2 separate regions of the Mus musculus genome follow, and region 1 is linked to region 2. The links are chromatin contacts, called in public Hi-C maps. All regions are on one chromosome and are shown on one strand. Each heading gives the region's core, a stretch centred on a gene start, on an enhancer-like site or on the middle of the called end of the contact. The rest is flanking DNA. Distances are from core to core; before and after follow the strand shown. Region 1 has its middle 38 kb from the start of Gm51502. Region 2 has its middle 17 kb from the start of 6330420H09Rik.

Region 1 (7,116 bases), core at 2,629-5,128, 170 kb before region 2:
CAGCCAGCTCCTCCTGTTGCTTCCATCTTACATGGCAGGAGAATATGGCCAGGCTCTGAGGAACACCTTCCTAGATCTCCTTCTTTTTGCAAAGGAAATTTCAAAGCCAAGTTATGTCCACATCTAAGAAGCTTAGTCAGCCTAGCTGGAAGCTCAGGCCATCAGCCACTGTTAAACAGCAGAAATTGGCTGTGATTGTGGTCTTCAGCATGTCTGGTGTCTTGTGAGGGGCATCTCGGAGCTCCATCTTTCATTTAGCCAAGCTGAGCAAGGACAAATCTCATTATCCATGAGGTAGCTAGGGCTTCACTAACATGAAGCAGACTGGTGTTCATGGGAAGCATCTCAAAGGCCAGTGACTTTCTCCATCCACAAGGGCATGAGGACTTGGCAGGTGCACTCTTTACCTGGCTGGCCTGGTGAAAAAGCAACCAATCCACTCAATACTAACAGTATAATTGTCAAGTGAACTAAACAAGGATGGAGGCCTCCTTTCTTTTAATGTAATCATAACACATTTATTCAGTCACGTGCCTGTTAGCCAGGTACCAGACCTCCTTAACAAAATAGTTTTATCTCCTTATCTGCTTTGGCTTCTCTGAGTCTGGCACAAATATCTATCCAAGATGGAACTCACTAACTAGGGATCCGCCCTTCAACACACAAGCCTTTGTGGGAAACATTTCTTGTCCAACCCATCACAAGCATGGGTGAACCAGTACCACTTCAATCATACTAGGATGACCAACCATGTTCTATGGCTGCCGGAGTGAACGGCCGTAAGTGTGGTAACTTAAAGCCCATCTCCTTAAGCTGTGATTGGCAACTCCATAGGAAGCCATGTGACTGAATATAGGTATCATAAAAAATCGGCTACACTCTATGACTTCTGTATGTGCATCACCCAAAAGTTCACTCCAAATCAAATGCCAAATCCATCCGAAACAATTCTGTCAACACTTGCCTTGCTTCCTGTTGCTGGGCAGGAACCCACAGCAGCCTTGGTTCTGAACACGCGACATGCCCACGTGCCTCCATGAAAGCAACCAGAATGACTGTGAGTTTGCTCATTGCAATGTTTGCATCCACGCCGTGCTCTGCTCTTATAGAAACACAATGATTGTGGCAGAGAATGAAGAAGGTTTTCTCAGCATCATTCCTCAGCAGGCAAGCACCAGGTTAGCACATCTTTGGATAGCACTGTTTTGATGTTGTAAACTTTAGATTGTTATCTGAATTCCCAACTTGAGTTTCATGGAAAACCATTCAATGAACTTCCAATAGTTTCTGAAACAGTCTTAAATGTCCTTCTGCCACTGTTGTGGTATGTGTGTAGGAGAAGTGGTGTTCTCAGCCTGAGAGATTATAGAATAAAAATATTGATAGACTGAAGACACCAACGTTGTTTCTGTCCTGCTGCATCAAATATTTTGGGGAAAAATAAACTCTTCCCATCAAAATAAACATAGGTATCCATCATAAATTAGTAAGGATAATTTACTCTTTACCTTTAATAAATAGTAACGGTCTGTGTAGGCCAGAATTTTCAAAGTAATTTTTTATGATTGATTGTCAGTAAATGTTACCAGGAGTTGCATAAAGATCTCTAGGGTAAAAGGAATTATGGGTGAAAAGTTTAAGAAACTTTGGCCTGGCAGGTAAGGTGGTACATGCCTTAAATCCCAGCACTTGGGAGGCAGAGGCAGGTGGGTCCCTGAGTTCAAGGCCAGCCTGATCTACATAGTAAGTTTTAAGACAGCCAGGGCTACCTAGAGAGTCTCTCCCTCTCCCTCTCCCTCTCCCTCTCCCTCTCCCTCTCCCTCTCCCTCTCCCTCTCCCTCTCCCTCTCCCTCTCCCCCTCCCCCTCCCCCTCCCCCTCCCCCTCCCCCTCCACCTCCACCTCCACCTCCACCTCCACCTCCACCTCCACCTCCACCTCCACCTCCACCTCCCCCCTCTCTCTTAATCTGCCATAAGTCTTGGCAAACCTGGAGTGTCAACAAAACCACATTCCTACCAAAAGGGCAAATCAGTTCCCAGCTTTTTCCAGCTTCTAGTGGTCATCTTTAGTGTTTGGCTTGCAGCTGCATTGCTCTCATCCCAGCCTAAACTGTCACATTCTCTCTCCCCACTTCTCTTTGTGTTCTGTATTTGTCTCCACAAACAATCCTCAGGTTGCACTTGGGGCTTACCAGGTACTCCTCACTCATGTCCACACATACTGCATCTGTGCTTTGCTCTTGGAAAACACCTACAGGTCCTTTGGAAATGCTGTGTAGACAGACAACTACCTCTGCTAATGCAGGACCAGTCTCCACTGTGGTCCTCATATAATGGAAGAATGCACATCTTCCAGAGATGGTGTTCTAAAACCTATGTGCTGTGTCTTCTCCAAATCCTTAAAATTCAATGAAGCCATCAGAAAAGACACAGGAGCTCTGGTAGTCTGATACTCAAAGACTGCGTCTGAGGACTAAGGCCATAGATAACTTGGTTTTCCTGACTGTTATATTCTATCTTGTCCAAATGTTCACTTAGAGGAGGCATGACTATCTGTCTTAGTCACTTTTCTATTGCTTTGCTAAGACATCATGAACAAGGCAACTTATAATTGAGTTTATTGGATCTTGTAGTTTCAGAGGGTGAGTCCATGACCAATATGTCAAGAAGTATAGCAGTAGTCAGGTAGGCACAAATTCAAAAGCAGGGGCTGAGAGCTCACATCTGTCTCACAGACACAAGGCAGAGAGCTTGCTGGTAATTGTGTGGGCTCTTGAAACCTCAAAGCCCACTCCAGTGACACATTTGCTTCAACAAGGCCACACCTCCTAATCCTTATCAAACAGTTACGTGAACTATGGACCAAGGATTCAAATGGCCCTCTGAGGGCTACTCTCATTCAAACTGCCATATCATCTTCTGTCAATTGTAGTTGGTCCATATCCTGGAACTCATGGTCTGTCCGGGCTCAGAGCAAGTGTCCTGCACCTGCTGTAGAGATTGGGAAAGAGTGAAGTTTTCAGAATGTAGTGAGGAGCAGCTCTAGTCACGCTCAGGTCCCAGGCACCCCTGCTGCACTCTGAGCTGTGTGTGGCAGCCCTTGGGGAAACACTGGCATTTGGGGACCATTGCATCATCCTCGCAGGTACAAGCTGCCTTGAAAGGATGGGGGAGTTTGTTCCACCAACAGCAGGGTACACGTTAGCTCTTCCCTAGCCTTTCTGAAGCTCATCGTGACAAGAAGGATCCTTTGCAGCTGAGGAAATAGAGATTTTGCAGATTAAACAACTTGCCTAAGGCCACTCAGCTGATGTGGAGTCCAACTGGGATTTAGATCTGGGATTCTAACAATTCTAGGCCCTGAGTTTTCCCAGTAAACCAGGGAAAGATGAAGAGCTAGCATGGCTGACCAACTAGGTTATGAAACACATTTTTAATGTCTTGGTTTATTTTGTTTTCATTTTCTTTATCTAAAGAAGTCAAAAGTGAGGGATGGAAGGTGACCCTGCTCTAAACTGTACTTGCTGAGGACCAGCCTAGCAAATATCGGGCTTTCCAGTCACTACACTCATCCAATCCCAGCCTCTGCTCCATCCACCACCAGGCTGCCATCCTTGGACAGTCCTTTGGATTCCAAATTTATTCTCGAGCTTTTAAATCTAATTCAATGTCAGCTCTTCACATAATGGCCCTACAGAATTCTCTAGGCTATCTGCATCTCTAGTGGGAACCAGGGTAGCACCAGCGCTCCCTAGTGGCAGAGGCAGGTGTGACATGTGAGCATCCTTCTCAAGATCCCTCCGGCCCGCCCCTGGCTGGTAGCAGCAGAGACTGCCATTTGGCATTCTGACCAGTGCTCCAGAGAGCAGTGGGTGGAGTGTCGCCTTTTAGGGGAGTTCCAGGCAGGCCAGGGCATCTGCCCAACCCTGGCACAGCCTAGACGCCTGTGTAGAAGCTGAATGTTCCCTTTGATGTTCTTTCTCTTGCACCCCACAAGAGCACTTGATTCACCCTGAAAGTGAAGTGAGTTATTTATGACCCCCGCCATCCATCGTGGGGTGGTAACTGCTGCCAACATACAGATCATTGTTCTTGGCACCATCATTTTTGGTGATGTTTGCTTAATGGCACTGAGCTGAAATATCATTTTCTGGGAATGGCTGCCCACCAGGCACTTAATTACAAACAAAATTAGACTTCCGTGTGGTTTCACCCAAAGCCCAGGGCATTGGGATAATTACTTAGAGAAAAGATAAAAATACAAGTTTATCCCACAAACTGTCCTGCCAAATACCATAAAGCCAGAAGCATCACACGCTCCCATGAAAGTCCATTTTTCCCAAATCAAGTCATGCGGCAGCTCCTTACCCCTCCGTGGGTGGATCAGGCACAGCATAGGTGACTCTTGTGGCCCAGGGGACAAGGCTAAGATACAGGGAGGTTTTCTAAATATCCCAAAGGCTGATGAGGGCAGTCCTTATTGATTTATCGAAATGGGGGGGGGGTGTTCTTTCTGTGTGTGTGTGTGTGTGTGTGTGTGTGTTACAAGCATATGAGTGTGTACATGTGTACAACGGCACTCACCCGTGTGGGTATATGTGGAAGCCAGAAGTCAACTTTGGACATCCTTCTTTGTCACCAGTCCCTCTCCATTTTATTTTTTAAGCTAACGTTTCTCTCTGAACCTGAATTTTGCTAGCAAAACAGTGAGTCCCCATTATCCGATTGTCTCAGACATCCAGCTTTTGGGTTAGAGATGTATTCCACTGTACCCAGCTTCTCCTTGGGTGCTGAGAATCCAAACTCAGGTCCTAGATGTCACGGAGCAAGCCGTTTCCTCACTGAGACATCTCTCTAGCACCTCAAACTTCAAGGGCCAGCGGGAGTTAAGCAGATACCATACTTCTTGGGTTTGAAAAGCAAAAGGATCGTGCCCACTGGTGGAACAAAGACGAGCCTCTGGGTCTTGGGCACCTCATTGGAGGATGGGAAATGTGAGGCTATGTCCTCCCTTGGGGGACTATGTGAGACCAGAGCACCTGACTTAGTCCCTGGCACTCACTGGGTACACGGGACATGGTAACAGCACGGTAGCGCAGCAAGACTCCTGTGCCTTCATCAGGCTGGTTCCCTAAATGCTCTCCTGCATCTGCAGGCATCTGCAGCATGGCACCAAACTCCTGCTTGCTCTTTATTAGGGAAGCTGAGACTTGGTACCCAGGTCCTCTGTGAAATGGGGAGAAGGCGAGTTGGAAGGATTCACTTGCCTTCAGACTCCAACACAGGGCTCCTCTGCTCCTGCCCTAAGCAGCTCCCTGCTGGATTTATCTGCTGTCCCCAGTGGCAGGGGATTAGATCAGATAAGTGGGTGAGCCCTCTCCTTAGCCATTGCTTTCTGTCTCTCTTCATTACTGTCTGAATGTTTTCCTGGACGGAGCCAGGTTCCTCCTGAGAAGGGCAGGCCACCAGTTCCACCCTCCTCACCCCCTAGAGCCTGTGGAGGGTCTGTGTTGGGGAGCTGTTGACTCCAAGCACTCGGACTGAGTTCTGCACCCTTGGCAAAGCGCAGCCGAAGCTGTACACGGTTTAAGGGGGCAGCGTGAGTAATCCAGAGAGCACAGAAACATGCCACCTCTGGAAGGCTAGAGGCAAGATTCATTTAAACAGCTTCCTCTGTCACCGGTGTCACCAAGCTGAAGCTTGTCTTGTTTACGGGATGAAGGTTTCACACTGTGTCAACGGGCTGCCAGAACTCGGCATTCAAATGAGCAGTTAGTATAAGTCAGCCATAAACATGGCAGATCCGAGAGACGGGCAGAAGCCGCTCGGATCCCCGGTGCAGCTTTTAAGCACTTGGCATGCTGCTGTCTCCGACTGGAGAGGGGGCTGCAGGCATCATTTGGGCCCGGGTGCAATGCACTTGAAATAATTACTTTAATCAGCAAAAGTTAATTACTTTAAATCATAAATTAATGGCAGAGCATTTGGCAGAGCCTGACGTGCGTGGCGAGGCTGTCAACGGAAAGCCCAGGTGAACCCACGACCCTGCCTGGTGCCGCCACAGAAGCTGGAGCCCACCCACTGCGTGTGCCACTTCTGCAGCTCTAGGAGGAACTCTCTGTAACCGGAGAAGCGCCACCTTAAACTGTCACCTATAAAAAAAAGGAGCCGTAAACAAGCAGGCTGCCGCTAAGCAGGTGCTGCTGGAGAAGCCGGCCCTTGACAATAATAAGATCTTAAAATGGCATCTGCCTTTATTTTACAGCATAATTGGAAAGACGGTTCAAAGTAATAAACCCAGCTGATATGTTTTATGAGTTGGTAGTTAGCAGTGTTTACTAGGGAAGAAGAGTTGGGGGAAGATACTGTCAACCCCCTGGATGCAATTTCCATACCAAGATGTCTAGAGAGCCAACTGCTATAAGGCACCAAGACCACTGTGTGGAAGCCCCAGCAGCCATAGCCTTATACCTATCTTGTTCTCTCTGTGTTGGCATCGCCAGGAAGCAGCCAGAGTGCCTTGAGAAGGCAGGAGAAGGAGGTTTTTGGGTTTTTTGTGGTTTTTTTTTTTTTTTTTGAAGAGATGAGAGCTCTCACAGACCACTCTCATAGCCATCTAGCTCAGAGTCTCTTGCATATCAGGCGTGGGTGCTTGCACAAATAGGGTACTGGGACATGCAGCCACTTTGCTGAAAAGTCCACCTGCAGGGGCCAGAACATCCTTTCTGGCAGGTATAACTCCTAGGAGGACGCCAGCCAGCATTAAGTTACTCACTGCCAACAAAAACAAGCAGTATTTTGGTCCTGGCTTTGGTCCAGTGAGCTCTTAGTTAGTGGTAACGACAGGAGACCTATACTTTGTTTCTGGCTCTAGGTACCTTTAGCTAAGACATGTCTCCCTGCTAGAGGTGACTCCTCTGTAGAAGATATTCAGCAGGAGGATCCAAAATTCTGTCTGGAGACTATCTTGAAGCATCCCTCCTAACATGCAAGGATGGAACACAGATTGAATGCTCTGATTTCTAAGATCACACAGCACAACTGCACTGGCATCTTGTGGTCACAGCCCTGTTTGGCCTCCACAACTTATCCTATATCTAAAACATTATCCTGGCC
Region 2 (7,255 bases), core at 1,928-4,427:
CAAAGAGTTTCTTAGCGGAGAATGGGAATCAGAACCTCCTCAATGATGTCCCCAACCTTTCTTACATCGGTGACTATGTCTTTACAAAACTCTCCAAGGACAGAGGCACCATCAGCATAATCCAGACCTTGAAGCTGCCACGCATCCATAAGTGCTCTTTACAGAGAGAGATTCATGAGAGAAGTTTAAGTATTAAGGCTCGCACTGCCCTAGTCGCTTGAATCATAGAGCTTCTTGCCAAGTTAGAGAATGGAAGCTCCAGGCACAACTTTGCTCATGCACTGGGAAGCAGGACAAGACCTGTGTCTCCTGAGAGTTGTCTTTACTATGGTAACCCAGGCTGGGGACATGAAGCTTGTCACCACAGAAAGCTGGTAGGGATGTAGCTCAGAGCTCTGAGGCAAGGGTGGCTGGTCACACTCATCAGGGCTGTACCAAGATTGTGTGGATAGAGCAGGGAGGCAGGTGCTGGTGTCACCATCTCCCCACAGCTCCACTATTTCCTGCTGTCCTTGAGCTCATAAAGAATAGGACACGTACATGTGGGTCTAGACCAACAGTTTTCTCTTTTTTAAAAAATTTTTTATTATTATGTATTTTCCTCAATTACATTTAGAAAGCTATCCCAAAAGTCCCCCATACCTCCCGCCCAAAATATGGGTTGCGACCCCTTTGGAGGTCGAAGGACCCTTTCACCAGGGTTGCATATCAGATATCCTACATATCTCATATTTAATTACACTTCATAACAGTAGCAACATTACACTTATGAAAGAACACCGAGATGATTTTATGGCTGGAGAGTCACCACAACATGAAGGACCACAGCATTAGGAAAGTTGAGAACCACTGCTCTATACTACAGCCCTCTGTAAAAGGTGACCAATGAGCAATGGCAGAGAGACCTAGGTTGCTTCCCAGCACATGGTGCCCTTTATATTCAGAACAGAAAAGACTGCCAAGGTCCACCCAGCCAACCACTCACTGAGCATAACATTCTTTGCCCGGGAAGAAAAGGTTTTTGTTCGAATCCCATCATCGTATATTGGAAGGTAAGTGTATTTTCTTTGGGTTAATATGCACAGATTTTTAATTCCTTGGATTTTATTCCCAACCTAAAGACAAGCTTTGTTCTTACCCTGAGTACCCAGGAGGGTGTATGTGGAGGGGATGGTCAACACCTTCAGCAGCTTCCGTGTTACTGTCCAGGCCAATTACTACTGGATTATTAGCCATGCCCTTGGGTTCTCATGGGTTCACCCTCTGACAGAGCATTCTTCTATAGATGTATCTAGACCCTCAAGCAAGTCTTTGACTAAGTGACAATTGCTCAAGTCAGAAGCCATATGTAGGTGAACCTTACTTCAAGAACAACTGATGCAGGAGGGAGGACTCTGTGACTAAGCACTTGCTCGGCAAGTGTAAGGACCAACATTTGGGTGTCCAGACACACGTAAATGCTGGATGAGTGTGGTGTGCCTCCTGTAATTCTTGCCTCAAAAGGTAGGGACCGTAGATTCCCCAGACTAAGCTGGCTAAAACGAGCCATCTTAACGGGCTCTAGGTTTGAGAGACCCTGCTTCAGTGATTAAGGTAGAAGATCAATAGAGGATGGCTCCCAACACCAGCCTTACTTCCACATATATGTGCATATGTGTGCAGCTACACAGGTATGCCCCCACACACGAAAAACCTGCCCACACAGGTATGCAGCACACAAGAAATGGAAAAGGTAAAGCAAGGGCTGGAAAGTGAGTCGGGGTTCCCCACAGGCACAGAAGAAAGAGCAGCAATCCTGCCCTCCATCACATCTCCGACTCCTGCACTCATGGACAGAGCATATAAGGTGGCCCACGTGGGTTTGGAGTCCAGCAATGCATACCGATATTCTCTAAAACAGCTGCTGATGGGAGGAGACTGGAGATGGGATTCCATATCAGGGTGACAAGGTGACCAGGAGGTATGAGCTGGAAAACAACAAGGTTCACAGGGATACCCAGCAATTGCAAAGTCCCACCTAACAGCTTTCTGGTCTACTGTAAATGGAGGGGCCACTTTCATCCCATTGACCAATAAGGTCACAGAGGCCAAGTGACCATTAAGAGTCACCTGCATAGAAGTGGTACAACCAAATGAGAACCCAGCTCTATGGAGTTCTAAATCCACATTGTTCCCCGATAGAGAGCTGCTGGTGATGCTTTTCGGATATATATATACACACAATATATACACACATGGGTTAACATGCTCATATCTGTGTGTGCACAGAGAAACAAACAAAAAGGCTTCAACCCTGCTGTGACCTATGGGTTCTAGTGTTCTGTGAGAGTGCTCCCCTCCATGGGAGGCATAAGTCCATCCCTGCGGTCCTCTCACAGAGGCAGCATTGGGTCTGTTACTGTCTTCAGTTGGCCGGCATGAGCACCTGCCCAAGCCACTTCATCTTCACAGCACACGTTCACATCTACTCCCACCACACTTCCTGGCCTGGCTCCTACAGAACACTTTCAACCCTTTCTTTCCACTTCCCAAGTCCCAGAGCTGATCTCCAGGGCCAATCTGACTCCCTTGCCTGTGCAGTAAGCCAGCGCTTGCCCATCAATGATGGGCATCTGGCCCTGGCAGGTCCCTGTCCTCTGGGACTCACAGGCAGACAGGTAGCTAATCACAGTCAAGGGAAACATGGGATCCAGAAAAACAGCTTCTCTCCCACAGAAGAGCTCTTGTGTGCTCAGGGTGTCAGCCCGGTGGGAGAAGACCCAGGGGACTTTCTACATGCCCAGAGACCCCCACCTTGATAAGCCTTTGCCAGTGTGGCTCTGGGCCACAATTTGGTAAATAATGATAGAGCCATCCATCAGCCTGGTGGCATGTCCTGGACAACAGGGGCCTCTGCCAGCATGGTATTCTGTTTCTCAAAGCCCCCTTCCCGGTGCAGTTCCTTTATTCCAACTTGGGAAACAAAGCCTGGGAGTCCAGCCATAACAGACTTGCAAAGCCCACACGAGAAACTACCTGGGTTGGCAGGAGGGGTTCTGCTTGGTGGGCCTCTGTGCAGCTGCATAGCCTTAAGAAGAGTGAAGCAGACCCCTGGCCTGGTGGGTACTGGAAAGGGACCTCTCCAGTCTCCCTAGAAGGAGGCAGCTGGCCAGGGTAGTGTCATGTTTCCTGAGGAGCCTGACTCCTTTGAAAGCTTAAGGGTGCCATCTTGTGCTTGAGAGTTGTCAACGCACCCGGTTCCCAGTGGGATGCAGCAGGAGCTATCTGCCCGCTGCCTTTCTCCCCTTTTCTTCCTCTAACCCGGGGCTTCTTGACCTCTGTAGGATCCCCAGCTACCAGAAGGGTCTCAGTCCCGAGAACCTGTTGGGGGGGTGATGCTTATTTGAGCAGTCTGGCACCTGCCCTGCATCCTGAGTCACCTTCTCCGTGACACCTTGTTGGTGGTCCTGACCCTTTGATGCTGTGTTCTGTGCAGCCTGCAGGTAGGTGGGCAGGAGGGGACTGTGAGAGGCAGGGCCTAAAAATCCAAAAGGTACTTATTTATGAGAAAGGAAGAGAGAGATGTAAAAAAGGCGAAAGGGCAAAGGCGTGAGAGGAGAAGAAGGGGGCGAGGGAAGAGAGATGGGAAGGACTGTAGAAGACAAGAAGAGAGGGGGGAGCTACTGTACTTGCCTTTGGCTAATTGCAGCTGTAGCATCTAATTTCAGAAATTATTCTGTCTGTTCAGGAGCACGTGTGCATGTTCTATGGATTCAGAGGATGTGCACATTTGGGAAACTGACACAAATAAAGGAAAAAGCCACTGTCCCTAAGTGTACTGTCCCCATGGGTATCAGGTTCTTCATAGGGAGAGACTAGGGTGGGGGCAGTGTTTACAGAATTCAAAGTTAGGTCTTCCACCCACTGGATATCCTTCCCCCTGACTTCACTGCCAGACTCGCAGAAATGCCTGCTTTGAGTTTTAACTCATTTCCTCTTGATTTTTAGATTCAAACATCTTCAAATATGGCGGGGGTGGGGGTGGGGGCAGAAACAGAAGATATTTGCAGCAAAGAACAAAGTAAAGAAGACAGCAGAGGGTCCAAATGGTCCTCAGTACTTCATCAGGCTTAAATCTTCTTCTGTTTTCTCTTTCTGAAATAAAATCCAGGGGCAGCATTGAGAAACCAAATGCAGACATACACACAGAAAACACAGACAGACAGGGAGACAGCTGTACCATCTTCATAAACACAGAGCCAGCCCTTCCCAACTCGCACAGCCTGGCCTAAGTGACAGGGCATAGCTACTAGCCAAGGAGTTGTGTGGCAGTGTCACACCTCAAAGCCCATCACTGTGTAAGAGAAGTACACACTTACACACACACATATGAATAGAAGATCTAGAGAGGGCAAAGCTGCAAGTGTTTTGTTGGTATCTTTTGTGCTTTGAAGATAAACAGCCTCAGGGGAGTGAAGAGAAGGGACATGAAGATCACCCCAAGAAGGGAAGGAACCTGGGTCTTTAAGCCACCCTCTCTGTCTCTGACTCTCCAGGCTTGCACAGTGCAGCTATGAGGAAGGTGTGCCCTTTGCCATGCAACCCAGCATGCCACTAGGGTTACTGAGGGCAAGCTTTGGCCTGGCAGAAAAAGGTATGGAGCAGTGTCTTGCAGGGCTCTGTAGTTTAAACTCAACACAGATCGGGAGGCGTCTTGAGGTCTTACAAACTACACACACTAAGTCCCCATCTTCAGCAGCTTGGCTAAATGGGTGTTTTAATGCAAATTAGTTCAAATTGCTATCAAGAGTAATTATGGTAAAAGACAAGCAGCCTTTCCATCATCCTTCCCTCATTCAGCTCTTCTATGGTGTTTTTTAAATAACGTAGCCATAAAATTTCAATTGACCACTAAAAGAAGTGCTGCTGGCAATGGGGAGACAGAGGCAGGAAGAGGGGGCAAAGGTGCCATGAGCCATGGTCTATGGTGGGGGTCCACATGGTTCTCTCTCCTCACAGCTTGTCTTTGCTAGGCAGGGTTGCTCTGTGGGGATGAGGTGACTTCCCCAGGCGTTCAGACTGAGGTCAGGAAAGGGCACAAGGTCAGGGCAGCAGGGGAGATCAGGCCTCTGCTGCACTCGCCCCCTCCTTACCAGGCACGCCTCTCTTTCCCCACCTTCAGTTGCTGAAGCCAATTCATTATGATAATATTAGGTAAAACAGGCAAGCCTGTAAGATAGAAAAATTACATCTCATTTGTTCTAAATTTGCCCGAGTCTAACTCTTAAGGGAGGCCTTTACATATTTGCTAATGGGATCTGTTTCTTATTGCCCCAAAATGCATAAGATCCAAAAGGAATCAGATTCTCTTCCTGGTCTGAGTTATCATCGGAACACACACAACTAGAAACTTGATTTCACCGGTTCCTGCTTCGGGCATCCTTCGGTGTTCGGTTCCTGCTTCGGGCTCTAGGTGTCTGAAGGAGCTTTGATTTCCCAATTATGGCATCGTCTATAACATAAAACTGTTGTGTTCCCTTCATTAAAAGATTCAGTTGCAAATGCTGGGACAAAAATTACAAAGAGCCCCCTTTTTTAAAAAATGTGCACATTTATTGGGATTATTAAATCACAGCCGCTAATAGTGGTTGTCACCAACTTAATTTAAAAAGCTGATTATTACTCAAGCCCTCTGTATTTCAGGCCTGATCCTGAATCATTAGCAGTTGTGACTATTTCGTTAATTTGCAGATTAGGAACAAGTAAGTGCCTGTTTTGAAAAAAAATGTGGCCACTCGACCTTCAGCTACGGAGACTGAGTGAGTCAGGCCAGCTTCCAGAACAAAAGTATCCTGTCAAATAAATGCATTTTGATGCGGGTCAACTCGAGCAAAGAAACACTTTGGAGATCAACCGCCCGCGTCCCTGCAGCCAAAAGTCGGGCACAAAAGCCACTCCAGAAATGTTTAAATTAGCTGCCTCCCCAGTGGAGTCAAATCAAATCAAACGGCACACTCAGAGCCTAAACACGTTAAAAGATAGTCCTCGTGGGTAGCAGCCACTAAACCAATAGTAACTAGACAAAGGGGTCTTGGTGACCCTTGCTCAATAAAGATTTCTGGTGATGATGGGTACGAAGCGGAAGGTGCTAGGGCTGGGGAACAGACCCATCTCCTATGTGTTATTTCTATTGCGACATTTGTCATCAGTCAGATGATGGTAATAAAATTTGTAACTGTTTCCCTTATCCGCTGCTGCGATTTACCTCCTCTAATAGACAATGCGAGCGCTAAAAGGCCCATATACATCTTCATTACAGACTCCGGCGCCCGAGCCACTCTCCTCCAGAGACACTTTTATTCATTTTTACACAATTTGCCTACTGTACGGTACAGATGGTTTCTATTAAGTAAAATATCTGTTTTCTTCCAAATTTTTAGTTTTCATGATTCAATTACCTTAAAATGATTGTGCATTGTGTTATCTCCCCTCATGACTTAATTTAGCTCAAACACTCCCAGCATAAACTGTAAGCCCCGTTTCATCCGCTCAGAAAATCACCCACATACTGTGATGTTTCTAAGGGTTGTTCCACCCCGGCTGTGATTTCTGCGCTTTTATCAGTTTCTTTCACCCGCGTCTTAACTGTGTTGGATAATTTTCTGGAGATAAATTTAAATATGAAAGGGTGTACAGGGAAACTTCGGACTGATATTAAAATGGGATTTTTTTTTTCCTTCATTATACTGTAAGATGTGCGGCATGCTTGTGAGCAGGCACACCGCCTGTGCTGGCACCTCAGTTGCCAAGAGCCTCCTCCTTGGGAATCTTCAGAGCTGCTGCCCCCACATGGTGGACCCCTGGCGTCAGCTTCCCCTTGCAGCCTTCCTTCTTCCCAGCCTGCTTCCTGTCCCAGTTTGTTAGTTGCGTAGAGGAAGCTGCAGGCTTCCACCTTGGCTCTAAAGAGAGCGTGGCATGGGTTCCAAATTTGCCTTCTCACACCTGGAGGGCCACGTTCTCCAGCCTGCCTCCCCCGGAGGTTGGGAGCCTGCTCCTGAGTGCCTGGAACCCAACAACAGCCTGCTTGTCTCGCTCTATTAGCGTGAGAGTAGGCAAACGCTCCCTGGAAATTTCCCCTCTCTTGCATTTTACGTTCATGTTTTATTCTGGCTCTCAAGTGTTCCAATTTTTCCCTCTGGAATATAGCCTGCAGCAGAGACCCTGTTGCTTCCTCAAGGCCCTCACCAGTCTCAGCAGCCCCGAACTTGGACCAAAA

What was found. A called contact is a pair of places that touch in the nucleus more often than the background predicts.
Region 1: a contact with region 2 is called in a Hi-C map of muscle stem cells, with 3 times the contacts expected there. The contact joins two enhancer-like sites. A contact is called at or near these places in 16 of 484 Hi-C or Micro-C datasets (the HL-1 cell line, cerebellum, cranial neural crest and 6 more).

What each region holds. Positions count from the first base shown.
Region 1 is chr7:136,006,958-136,014,073 of GRCm38.p6, reverse strand. No RefSeq gene overlaps it. Among named protein-coding and RNA genes, the nearest start is that of Gm51502, 38 kb to the left of the region's middle. Within about 2 kb of position 3,878, at least 19 of the 459 cell types and tissues checked have an H3K27ac peak or open chromatin away from gene starts, as enhancers often do. A contact at or near this core is called in muscle stem cells, where this site is marked.
Region 2 is chr7:135,833,178-135,840,432 of GRCm38.p6, reverse strand. No RefSeq gene overlaps it. Among named protein-coding and RNA genes, the nearest start is that of 6330420H09Rik, 17 kb to the left of the region's middle. Within about 2 kb of position 3,177, at least 23 of the 459 cell types and tissues checked have an H3K27ac peak or open chromatin away from gene starts, as enhancers often do. A contact at or near this core is called in muscle stem cells, where this site is marked.